Regions from separate parts of the Rattus norvegicus genome. Here region 1 is linked to region 2. A link is a contact called in public Hi-C data. All regions are on one chromosome and are shown on one strand. Each heading gives the region's core, a stretch centred on a gene start, on an enhancer-like site or on the middle of the called end of the contact. The rest is flanking DNA. Distances are from core to core; before and after follow the strand shown. Region 1 has its middle 39 kb from the start of Kcna6. Region 2 holds the start of Kcna1 (potassium voltage-gated channel subfamily A member 1).

Evidence for each region. A called contact is a pair of places that touch in the nucleus more often than the background predicts.
Region 1: a contact with region 2 is called in a Hi-C map of prefrontal cortex, with 5 times the contacts expected there. The contact joins the enhancer-like site here to the promoter of Kcna1 in region 2. A contact is called at or near these places in 2 of 12 Hi-C or Micro-C datasets (frontal cortex and prefrontal cortex).

The regions. Positions count from the first base shown.
Region 1 is chr4:161,219,777-161,225,988 of GRCr8, reverse strand. No RefSeq gene overlaps it. Among named protein-coding and RNA genes, the nearest start is that of Kcna6, 39 kb to the left of the region's middle. Within about 2 kb of position 2,993, at least 43 of the 93 cell types and tissues checked have an H3K27ac peak or open chromatin away from gene starts, as enhancers often do. A contact at or near this core is called in prefrontal cortex, where this site is marked.
Region 2 is chr4:161,152,863-161,159,605 of GRCr8, reverse strand. Kcna1 (potassium voltage-gated channel subfamily A member 1) reads left to right here and starts at 2,332. Exons shown (of 1, transcript NM_173095.3): 1 at 2,332-4,077. The coding sequence starts at 2,366. The coding sequence ends at 3,853.

The DNA of each region.
Region 1 (6,212 bases), core at 1,744-4,243, 66 kb before region 2:
CTCTTTCTCAGCTTGACGTCAGAGTATTACCTGGTTTACTGGGGTACAGTGGGTAAAATGTGGAAAAGGAACCATGACTGATGGCTGTGGCAAGGCGTGGTGAAGTTGGAGAACATGCTTGCAGTCAGACTCCCTGCACCCATGCTCTTTTGACAAGCTATCGATTGTGAGTTCACAGAGACACTGTCACGGCCACCCAGCATTTCAAAGCACCACAGGGATGGAAGTTGGGCGGGTTGAATGCTCTCTAAACATTCTGGCAAATGGGAGAAAAGTAACCTCAGAGAGAAATGCCTCTGGCCTATTCACAGCTGAGTGGTAATGGCTCCTGGGCCTGCTACTCGATCATGAGGACAGCCTCGTGACCTGTCTCCAAGGCATTCTGTATTGGGTGTGAAGAGAGTAACTTCCTCTGAAGACCAGACTCATTACAGTGACACCCAGCAGCAGCAGCAAGGTCAGGTGCCTTCTCCTACCCTTCTCCATTCGGATTTCTGCCAACAGTCCACTAGAGGGAGCTACAGTCACTTTCCTTCCCGAATGCAGGCTCGCGGCTGCAGCCCCTGAGTTAGCCACTCCGGTTTGGAAGGACCAACCAAAGCCCTCTTGTGTAAATCTATTCGGGGTTCACAGTCTGCATAGTCATTCAGCTGGGACTGTTAGGCTCTCTCCTTGGTGGGGATGTGTCAGAGCTTCCCTGATGTAGTACAGCTGCCCTGAGGTTGCCCATGACCAGAGGTAAATGGGTGACAGCCACCCGTGGGGTTGCTGTGTGCTCTGGTAAACATGACTGCTTACACATCGTGTGCCAATAGGGAAGCAGCCAGGGCACCAAAGGCCCCTCATTCTCTGGCCTGTGAAAGCAGGTGAGTAATTTCTGGAGCCCTTACCTGTGGGTTGCTCTTAACCTCCTGGAAGGGCCAAGGGAATATTAGGAATCAGTTATGACACCGTGGAGGAAATTCCTAACAGAAGCCTGGTGGCCAGCGGACTTGGGTTCAGTTTGCTCTCTGTGGAGAAGGACTATCCCCAGGAACCAGGAGATGACAAAGCAAAAAACCAGGTGTCTCTTGGGAAAACAATCCTCCAGCACAAATACCAGTCGGTCACATTTTATGGGCTCTAAACGGGCTAAGCAGCAAAGTCAAATCATTGAGAACTCCTACCCGGCAACTGGACCTGAGTTACGAGGGGTCTGAGAGAGAGGACTCCAGGGCCAGTCTTTGGGTCGTGTCCTCAGCTTCCCCCCTTGTCAAGCAGGGAGCCGCATCAAATGCCTCCAAGTTCCTTCTTATAACGGATGTGTGTTTGATCTTACCAGTCCCCTGCTTCCTGAAGTTTGTAAAGGAGCCCATTAAAAATGGCCCGCACAAAGGTGTCTTTTCAAAACACCAACCCCTCATCTCCTGCCCGGTCTGGCTGCCTCTCCAGACATCCTTAGTCTTTGCAAGATGGTGCCCATTAGTGAGCTTTGGTACGGAGCCTGACCCTGCGAGGGGTCAGATCTTCACTCCTCTCAGATTCCGAGTGGTGTGTTTCACAGGGGCTCTGGCGGCCTCACCTGCACTCAAGCTGTCTTTAAATGACTGCTATCTGGTTGTTTTTTGAGACAAAGTCTCACTATACAGTACTGACTGGCCTAGGTAGAGCAAAGGTGTGCATCATCATGGCCCCTCCCCTTTTAAGGTTTGGCCCCTCCCCCTTTTAAGGTTTGGCCCCTCCCCCTTTAAGGTTTGGTCCCTCCCCCTTTTAAGGTTCGAAACAGGGTCTAATGTATCCCACGTTGGCCTTAAACTCTCTTTGTAACCAGGGATGGCCTTGAACTCCTGTTCTTTCTACCTCTGTCTTCTGAGTGCTGGGATTGCATGCAGGCACCACCATGCCCAGTGTCTGCAGTGCTGGGGTTTGTGCAGTTGGCAACCTACCAACTGAACTGCATCCCGGTTTCCGAGATGGGTTCTGAAGATAACAGGGAGGAGCAGGGCGGGGGTGGGGAGCCAGAAGAAAGGATTCTCATTCGAATTGAAGCATTGCCAGTAATGACTGGTTGAGACAAGTATCTCCCACGTTTGTTTTGGTCAGCTCTTTGGTGCTCACACAAGGCTTCTGAAAATGAACAGGAACGAAACGCCAAGGACACTTGGTGTATGTGGGCTACGCTGTGGTAACCCATTGTGGGCCAGAGTCATCTAGAGGATGTATTAAATGGGAATTCCTACCTCAGTGTGGAGGTTTGTACCTGTAATCACAGCAGACAGGAAGCTGAGGCAGGGGAACCAAAAACTAAAGGACAGCCTGTGCTATACAAAGTCAGATGCTAGGACAGACAGACCTAGGACAGACAGACGAGGTAGGTTCCTGGGCTGCAACGAAGAGTTGCTGAATGCACAGGTATGAGAAAGTTGGGGGGGGGGGGTGTTTTTTGTTTTTGTTTTAAAAGACAAGGTCTCAAGTGGCTTGGCTTGCCCTGGAATTCACTGGGGCTGCAGACCTGCACCTACTCCAGGTTTACATGGTGCTTGGGATAGAATTTAGGGATTTGTGCTGGATAAGCATCTTATCAAATAACCTCGGCTAAAAAGGGTCCAAGAATGAGCATATCCTTCCCAGGCAAAGGTCGTTCTTTAGGTCAGGGGACTGATACTCTGCGCTATTAAACTTGAAACACTTGGTTGTGAGCCTAGCCTTCTCTCCAGCCCGAAACACAGTCTCAGCCATGTGTCACCTACATCCGTTTCAGGGACTTCTAAAATCATAACCTATGGGCTTCTAAGCTTGTAGGCAAGAGGCAGCCCCACAGATGAGCGAGTAGTTAGTCTCCAAGGCAACGGAGCCTTGGTTAATTACCAGGATTGGGAGAAGGCTCCCAGGTCAGCGCTTGCGAGTTTCGGCCACTAGGGGGAGACAAGGTTATTGTTTTACCGGCCTGAGCAGCGGAGAAGAGGAAAAGTACTGAGGCACGCTGAGCAAAGCCTTTGAGAACATCGGCAACAAAGCTCACTGTTCCAGGGCCGCAGCAAAGCACTGCACTGCAATCTGGATGCGCACAGATGCCATCAGGAACCACGGGCCTGGTGAGGAGGGGAGGGGCTGTTTATTTCCCAAGTCACTTGGTTTTCCTTCCGTTCCTCAAAGTGCCTTACATCAATTCTGTTATGCAATAGGTGCCTGGCTGCAGTTATGAGAAGAAATGAAGATGCTGTGTTGTTTTGGGCCGAAGAAAGTGGCTTATAAAAGTGGTGTGTGTGTGTGTGTGTGTGTGTGTGTGTGTGCGTGTGTGTGTGTGTGTGTGTGTGTGTGTGGTTTGTGAGAGATGACAGGGGACTTGGACTGGCTGGCCCAGGACATTTCCCGCCCAGGTGTGTGGGGACATAAATCTGCAAAAGGAAAGGCTAGTTTGAGGTCTGTGTACATGTCCTCATGATGAGAAGAACCAGGGATTCTGTAGTAAAAAAGATTTAAGTCAAACCTCGAGTTAAGAGGACAAATAATCCAGAGAGTACTTTACCTGCCTTGAATTTGCAAAAGCCCATGGTCCACACCGTACACCCCTTAGCTCATCTCTTTAGAGGATGCCCACACGTTGAACAGCACCGGGGCAGAGGGACAGATCTAGATCGTGTGACCAGGAACTAACCACTCAGCTTCTGTGACACTCGACACTCGTCAGCCCCGTCTTTTCCGAGTGAGGTGATGTCAGGTTCTCAACCCTTTCCTCTCCACAGGAGCATCAGGTGTGGAAGCCCCTCTCCCCACGAGCACACTGTACCTAGCCTTCTCTCATCCACACGAGTACCCAGCATCCAGCCCTCTGTTCTCCACACGAGCAGCATACACTTGGCTACCCTCTCTCGCCGTGAGCATTCTCAGCCCTCTTCTTTCTGCGTGGACTTTACTCATTCAACCTTTTCCTCTCCATCCGAGCATGTGTGAGCATTATACACAGCATCATATTCCTCAAGGCACTTCAGAGCAGCTCCTATATCAGTCGCTGAGGGCTCCCTCTCCATGCTCTTCCTAGGAAGGACAGCAGCCATCCTGTAACTTCAGAGAGAAGATCAAAAAAACGAGCTCAGGCAACACTGGAACACGTGACGCTCTAATTTATCTGAGGGACCAGTTTCCACCACATGCATCGGCTGTACTTGTGCAGCCTCTGTGACAAGCTGTAGAAACAGGGATGGTCTGTAAGACTTTAGTTTGGGGACTTGCATATTTCTCAGAAGCTCCAATGGTTTTCCTAACAGAGGACCCTTAGTGGGCTTTTCAGCATGCTCATGCCTTGTGACCAACGTGTGCAAAGCACATGTTAAGAGTATCCGAGAGCTTACCAGTGACCAGAGCATTTTCACTGTGGTCTCAGTTAAGTGTTTCTCCAGGCCACCATGAAGGCTGTTCACGGGAGAAATCCCTTTAAATGCTTTGAAATGAGGTGTGTGTGTGTGTGTGTGTGTGTGTGTGTGTGTGTGTGTATGTGTGTGTGTTAGAATATGAGTATAGATGAGTGTATGCATATGAATGTGTGTATGTGCTGTATGTTAAGTATGAGAGTGTATATGAGTGTATGGTATGTATGTGTGTATGTGTATATGAGTGCCTGTCTATGTGCATGTGTGTACTATGTGTGTATACATGGTGCGTCTATGAACACTCATAGGCACAAACATACATGAGTGTGCATGTGTGTACTGTGTAGATGTGTTCATGGTGTGTCTGTACTGTGTGTGTGTGTGTGTGCGTGTGTGCACGTGTGAAGTGTGTGGATGTGAGCTAAGATATTTGTGTGCTTGTGTGTGTACGAATGAGTGTGAGGGTAGAGAACTTGTTTGCCTTCTATCTCAAACATGCTCCCTTTGGGGAAGTGAAACCACATCTCCACAATCTCTCTCCTCACCACAAACCACCAAGAGAATCTGGCACAAAAGACGGCTGGCTATCCCCATCCCCGTGTATCCATGTCCTAGATAGGAACTCAGCTTTCCAAGAGTCCATTTCCTAAGAGTCCCTCACTCCCTTGGAGTCTAGAGCGTCTCACCCCAGTCTTCTCCTTGCTGCTGGACAGCACAGGACGGCTCTGTTCTATGGCTCCCCCAGACATGAGTCTTTTGAGGGATGTCTCAGGAGTGCCTGTCCCTGAGCTCTCATCCCCAGGCTCCCATCAGCCACTGGGGCATCTGCTGCTGCTCTGAGCTTTCCCTCCATCGCTGCCTGGATGTTTGGATCATGAGAGCATTAGTGACCAGATTCCAGAGGATATCAAGAGGACTTTGCAGCGGATCTCTTGCCTTCCATCCCTCACTGGCTCTGTCCTTGAAAGAACCCTGCCCCCTGCCCTCCCTTGAAGCCTTTTCTACCCTGCAACTGGCCTGGAACATCAGAGGCAAGAAAGTCACTGCTCCAATTGAATTTTGCTGCAGTTTCTTTCTTTTTTTTTTTTCTCCCCTAGATGCTGAGAGCTATTTTTAGCTAGGGACTTTTAAAAAAATAGGGGATCCACATCTATTTTTAAAGCCCTTACGGAGGCCAAATAACCAAGGGTTCCTCCTGCAGATTTGCGAGAGCAAGGTGGGAGAGGCTAGGACAGCGGGTAGGGGTGCCTGCCTGCAACTGTGGGGTAGACAGGAAAGCTTAGGAGGGTGGGTGAAGACAAAACAGGATCAAGCTGCTTTCACACAGGACACAAGAGTAAGAGCCTATCCGCCTCTGCGTCAAGCTCCCAAGTCTCCAGTCCTAGTGTTACAAATGCCGGCACCTAGCAGTGGAGAGGACACTGCCACTGACTGAGTTTATCACCTTGTCTTTTCTCTGGGTATCATAGCTCTGGGTCTTCCTTTGGTCTGACCACGTTGTGCTGAGCGTGAAACCAACACTGAGCAGGTAGAGTTAAAGACCTGGGTGTGTGGGTGGGTGCTATGTGTGCCAACATGCTGGCGAAGGTACAAGGGGATGGCACGCTGCAGGACAAAGGGATCTGGCTTTAGAGAAGGGAAGGGGACTGACAAATGTGCGCTAGGTCCTCCTCAGAGTGGTTGCACAGGGTCCTTTTCTTCTGTCTCCCTGAGCCTGTCACCAATGGCCATATTTGGAAGCAGGTTTCACAGGCCTTGAATGGAGGAGGGCAGTAGGGCAGAAAATTCTAGACGATGACAATGCTATAGACTGAACCTAAAGACTTCCTTGTTTCTGCTTTGCACACAATGGATGGAGGGGAT
Region 2 (6,743 bases), core at 1,083-3,582:
TCCTCCTCCCGTGCAGCCTGCATCCAGGCGCAGCGGCACTGGGGACTTCGCGCATGTTCCCGGCTCAGGCTGCCGCTTTTGCGACCCTTGCGGGAATATGTCCAGAGCCTAGAAAGTGGTCCTGAGGGGCAAAGGGCCGCTGGGTGGGTGGGGGTTCGGAAGGAAGGACCAAGGGTAGGAAACGAATTGGGCGACTTGCTTCTCCCGTTTGTCCCAATTAGCACCAAGTTGGCAGACAACCCACAAACCCACGACGCCTTTGCCCGTCCGCCCCCGTCCCCCGTCACATTCTCTGCATTTCAGAATATTCTGACTGTAAGAAAACTTCAGCTCCCCCTGGTAGGTTCAGGAGAAACAGACACTTGGCACCACCTTTCCCCAGTAACGCTGTGTGGATGAATCTCAGAGAACCTCAACTGTAGCGCTCTTACCAAACTGCACCCTTTGGAGTGCCACTGGCGTGGGGGTTGAGGGGCTAGGGTGGGCTGGGGAGAGAGGCCTCTGGGGGGAGAGGCGGGGTGGCGCGGAGGAGCGAGACGCAGGAAGATTGCCTGTGTGACTGCATCTAAAGCAGACGGGTCCAAGGAGTTCTGCCAGGGACACCACCGCCTGCATTGCGTCGGACCTGACCATCTCCAATGTGAAATTCCCGGGAAGGTCGCTCGCAACGGAGGGCCGTGCGTGGGCGGGGCTGCGGGCCACTGGGAAAGAGGAGTTGGTGGTGGTGGGCTTCTCGAGGTGGGGGGGGGAAACTGTACAGGCAAGGATGGGAACTGAATGACAACCCCCTTCTGCCAAACCACCCCCTCATATTTTCCATCTACCTCCTCGCTCCTGCCCTCCCCCGCCCTCCCCAACCCACGCCCCGGTGGGCCAATCGCTGCTCCGCATTCCAGGCGCTTTCTCAGGTTTCTGCTGATCTTGCAGCGCCCAGAAATGGACCGAGCGGACCTGCGGCCACACGCTCCCTGCCCCACTCCAAGCTGCTGAAGGCTCGCGGCGCGCCGCGGAACGAGGTCCGTGCTGTGGTACGGAGAGTGCAGGTTACCCGAGAGCCATGTAGAGCCAGGCTTTGAGCCGCCCGCCTCCCTCGGGATCGAATCAAGGGCTCCCGTAGTGTTCGGAGGGGGCGAGAGTGAAGCTTATCGCCATTTGCTTGGGTGACTCGGGAGAAGGTGGCCTTTTTGTTTTTCCACCCCGCATCCTCCGGGACTTTCTGCCCCAGACAGAGGACAGCATCTCCTGTTTGCTTGCACCGTGCGAGAATGGGGGTAGGGTACGGACGTTTCCTCCGTAGCTGCTCGATAAAACGATCGGACTCCTGAGAGGAGAAGGACGCGAACCGCCAGGGGCCGGAGCCTCTCGCGTGCTGCTGCGGTGGTGGCGGCTGCTCGCTCCGGCTGCTGCAAAGGCGACCTGCCGCATTCAGACTCTCCGCCGTCTCAGTACCGCCTCTGCGCCAAGCCGGTCCGCCAGGTAGGAAGCTCCCTAGTTCGGGGCTGCAGAATTCGAGATAGGGGTGACAGGGTGGGGGAGGCTGAGGGTGAGGGGTTGCTGCCTAGGACCCGCAGCTCCTCCAGTATCGCTAAGCGCTTTCCCGATCTCCAGTTTAACGGAGTTGTAAACAGATCGGCTGTTGGGCGTTGGGAAAAGTGGGATGGAAGATTTCCAAACTTGGATTTCTGGGTGTCTGTTGTGTGTCTGTCTGTGAGTATGTGTTAACCCCAGTAAAAGTCCGGTGTGTTCTACAAAAGGTGGTAGTCTGTGCTCTTCGGTGTCTTTAGGTTCGTCCCATCCGAATGCTTCTGATTTTCTACCCTCGTATCACTTTTTATTTCTCCGCAGCGTCCATCGATCGCCCCGGTGGGAGCTTAGAAGGCGGCAGGCGAAGAGGGGTAGGAGGGGGGAGAGCCAAGGAGCAGCAAAGTGGGTGCCAGGCCCGGGGATCTGCTGAGTTGGCACTGCACCGGGTCCTAGGAGGGCTGCAGGAGGGGAAGGGAGCCGGGGCGAGCCCCGAAGTCATGGCAGGTGTGCGTTAAGACAATCAGATCAGGAAGAAAAACCCATTCACCAACACAAAAACAGAGCACCCCCACCTCAAAAAAAAAAAAAAAAAAGCTTCACTGGGGGCCCTTAGGCGAGAGGAGTTTCCAAATTGGGTAAAAGGCAGAGTGGAGGAGGGGAGGTGATAATTAGCAAAGTTGTAGACCTCTGAACCTTCTGGGTCTGAAGCCCCTCCCTGTGAGCGTGGGGGAGACTCACTCTCCGGTGGGGGGGCCGTTTGGGTCCCCCCCACCCCTACTCCCTCGCTCCTTTACACCCCGGGCTCTCTCCTGGCCTCCTACCCCTGCACCCTGCATCCATCATGACGGTGATGTCAGGGGAGAATGCAGACGAGGCTTCGGCCGCTCCAGGTCACCCCCAGGATGGCAGCTACCCAAGGCAGGCGGACCACGACGACCACGAATGCTGCGAGCGCGTGGTGATCAACATCTCCGGGCTGCGCTTCGAGACGCAGCTCAAGACTCTGGCCCAGTTCCCCAACACGCTGCTGGGCAACCCGAAGAAACGCATGCGCTACTTTGACCCTCTGAGGAATGAGTACTTCTTTGACCGCAACCGGCCCAGCTTCGATGCCATCCTTTATTACTACCAGTCGGGGGGGCGCCTGCGCAGGCCGGTCAACGTGCCCCTGGACATGTTCTCCGAGGAGATTAAATTTTACGAGTTGGGCGAGGAGGCCATGGAGAAGTTCCGGGAAGATGAGGGCTTCATCAAGGAAGAGGAGCGCCCCCTACCCGAGAAGGAGTACCAGCGCCAGGTGTGGCTGCTCTTTGAGTATCCGGAGAGCTCAGGACCTGCACGGGTTATTGCCATTGTATCCGTCATGGTCATCCTCATCTCCATAGTCATCTTTTGCCTGGAGACTCTCCCTGAGCTGAAGGATGACAAGGACTTCACGGGCACCATTCACCGCATCGATAACACCACAGTCATCTACACTTCTAACATCTTCACAGACCCTTTCTTCATTGTGGAAACCTTGTGTATCATCTGGTTCTCTTTTGAGCTGGTGGTGCGCTTCTTCGCCTGCCCCAGCAAGACAGACTTCTTTAAGAACATCATGAACTTCATCGACATTGTGGCCATCATCCCTTATTTCATTACCCTGGGCACAGAGATAGCTGAGCAGGAGGGGAATCAGAAGGGCGAGCAGGCCACTTCCCTGGCCATCCTCAGGGTCATCCGCTTGGTAAGGGTGTTCAGAATCTTCAAACTCTCCCGCCACTCCAAGGGCCTTCAGATCCTGGGCCAGACCCTCAAAGCTAGTATGAGGGAGTTAGGGCTGCTCATCTTTTTCCTCTTCATTGGCGTCATACTGTTTTCTAGTGCAGTGTACTTTGCGGAGGCGGAAGAAGCTGAGTCGCACTTCTCCAGTATCCCCGATGCTTTCTGGTGGGCGGTGGTGTCCATGACCACTGTGGGATACGGTGACATGTACCCTGTGACAATTGGAGGCAAGATCGTGGGCTCCTTGTGTGCCATCGCTGGTGTGCTGACAATTGCCCTGCCCGTACCTGTCATTGTGTCCAATTTCAACTATTTCTACCACCGAGAAACTGAGGGGGAAGAGCAGGCTCAGTTGCTCCATGTTAGTTCTCCTAACTTAGCCTCTGACAGTGACCTCAGCCGCCGCAGCTCCTCTACTATCAGCAAGTCTGAGTACATGGAGATCGAAGAGGACATGAACAATAGCATAGCCCACTACAGGCAGGCTAATATCAGAACTGGTAACTGCACCGCAACTGATCAAAACTGCGTTAATAAGAGCAAGCTCCTGACCGATGTTTAAAAAAAGCACCAGGCAAGCAATCAAAAGCCCCCAAACAAAACCCTTGGCGACTCCTGTCCCACTCTGTAGATACTTTACTAAAACCGTAGTCTTTGAATGCTTTATTTAACTGGCAATGCACTGTTGCATTGTGAATTTGGGGGGTGGGCAAACCTGAAGCTTTCAAGATCACATTTAAAAAACAAAACCAACCAAACAAGCAAAAAGAAAAAAAAAACCCAACAAAAAATATAAAAACTCAACCCAACCCAATAACCAACTATTTTCATTTTTATTTAAAAAATGAGAAAAGAAAGAGGATTTTCTAAAACGCTGCCCATGAAGTAGTCTGTGTGAAATAAGACTCATGCTTTCCTTGTACTGAAGTTTTTCCAATCTTTTGGCTTAAGTTGTTTTGTTTGTTTTTTTTAAACCTAAAAATCAGATGACCACTTAGGAACATAAAAATTCAAATTTGCATGGAACTCCACTGTAAAATTTTTGCAAATTGCACAGCACATGTCAGATAGTGTGCCCCGTGGAACACCATGTAACAGCCTCAGTGGTCAGTGGGGGGAAAAATGCTTTTATTTTGATCAACTGAATTGCATACAAGGCTAACAAAATCCGGACTCATTAAGAATGGTTCAGAAAGCACCTTGCAAATCTGTTACTGGTCCCAATCTGTTGGGATTTTCCATCTGCCCCGTTCTCCTAAATCCCAGTCTATTCTCTAAGAAAAGGGCAACTTGATTAAATGAGTTGTTTCATCTGTAAGGCTGCTAAGTTCTCTCAACTGCAGATGATCCAAATATAGGTTTGTTTTTTTTTTAAACCAATCCTGACCCCTGACCTTCAGAAGTGGATGATAAACCTTACCCTCCTTATTGCAAGAGCACAAGAGTTCAATGGTAAGCATGTTTGAATCCGATAACATTTATTTTATAATCGCATGCTGAGAAAGTTAGCCCAGACAATAGTGAATAAGCTTACGTTGAAATCGACTCTTCTAAATATAGTCCGTTTCATTTGCATTCACCAAAAGTGCACTCCTTCATTTATTAACTCTTTTCTTAGCAGCTAAAGTACTGTATTTAAGTACGTACCTTAGATGGGGACAGTCCCTTTTCCGAGCTCAAAGCATGTTCTCTTAGTCAGCATTATGGCCTATTTGATTAAGATATACCTTGAATTAATTAATGCATGGTTTCAGTAATAAAAAAAATTAGAAAATACTAAAAATTACAAGCCTGTGGGACGAAAGGCCCAAAGGAACACTGGGGTGGGGGTGGGGTGGGGGAAACTCCCGTCAATTTTCCTGCCTTTGCTCAGGGAAATGTCAAGCTTCTATGCAGGTATAGACAGAGAGAGGACCAATATGCCCATCCTTTAAGGGGAAACTGTGGAAAACTAAATAAATCATTCAAGGTATTTAATAGACCTAAAACCAAGCATTCTTTCTAGCTGAACATAAATACAAGCAAAACAAACAAACAAACAAACAAAAAAAAGGTGCAATATTGCATGGTTTCTTGGTGCATTCTTAGGATGTAAGTGATAACGCTGACCTCTTCATGCATCCAGAGCAGAGCCGATTTCTTTTCGCAGTCATGATTTGAAGTCTATAGAGACTTCGGCCCTCCCCCCTGAGGCTCCCTGAAGAAACTCAGCCAATTGATTTAATACTTGCTTAGTGCCTTTATCTGTACCCACAGTGAACTGCAGAAAAGTGCCTCCATAACTCAGCTGGGAAGTTATTTAACAGAAGGGAGGAAGGGTTGGGGCACAGACCTTTTTGCTTTTTGTTTTGTTTGTTTTTCCATCCTCACTGTCTCACTTCACCACTGTGAGAAGACCTCTCCACCCTCAGAGCCCCCAAAGAAGAGAGAGAGAGAGAGAGAAAGCAGGTGCTGTCTCTCTTGGCTGTCTACTGGACTTGGTCTCTTTGGCAGCCTGACTCTGGATATGAACTGAGACCCATCTTTGAAGTGGACATGAACCATAAACTGGTTCTATTCTGTTTTGTTCTGTTCTGTTTTGTTTCTTCTCGACCAGAAGCCAAGAGAAATGTTTTTGGGAATGTGGAAGGCCACTCCGGACATACAAAGCTTCCTCAGGTTCAGTGGCTCCTTCTCCCCCATCTCTCCCTGTCAGCTGTAGCACTTTGCAGATCTCTGAGAGTCTGATCTTTGGGGACATTGGTGTAAATCATGGGAACACTTATCTCACAGTGACCTGTCATAAGCCAGCCATCTTGGCCAACCTCCTCTATAGCTTTCCTATGATGCTCCTCTGATTGTCCCACTTGGAAGTCACGTCACTGGCTGAACATCTGATTGCTGCTGCCCCAGCCGCTGAATTCAGAGAATGGTGGGGACCCCATGTCCAGCTGCAAGGTCACCATGTGGCACAGGCTCTGGAGTCCAGCAGCTATCCACTGGCGGAAAGGCGTTCATTGCCTTTTTAAGGATTCTGGAGTGGGGAATCGTCACTCTGCGTTTAGCATGTGGCTGCCTACTACTGTTTGCCTTACATTCTTGCCTGGCTTCTTCTGGAATCCTCCCTTTCCCCCCCACCCAATCTTCAGACTAGAAGTGAGGCCATAGACCAAGAAACTATGAGGACATCCAGGCTATCTAGTTCGTTTGAAAGGAGATGGACATTTTCTTTCCCTGTGCAATTTTTGTGAGTCTTCAGGGTGTTCCAACACATATCCTAGAAGATGAGGTGCCAAGAACTGCCCAGCCTCTGACTATAGGGTACTATACCCTCCTGTGTGTGTTGCTCACTCTTTGAACCTTAGATCGCCACTCTGATCTTTCCTTTCTACATGGTTGCAAGTCTCCAGTTGGGAGAAAAATGCCGACATCCTCCCCCACTCTCCAGGTATATTTGAACTTTTATTTTGACT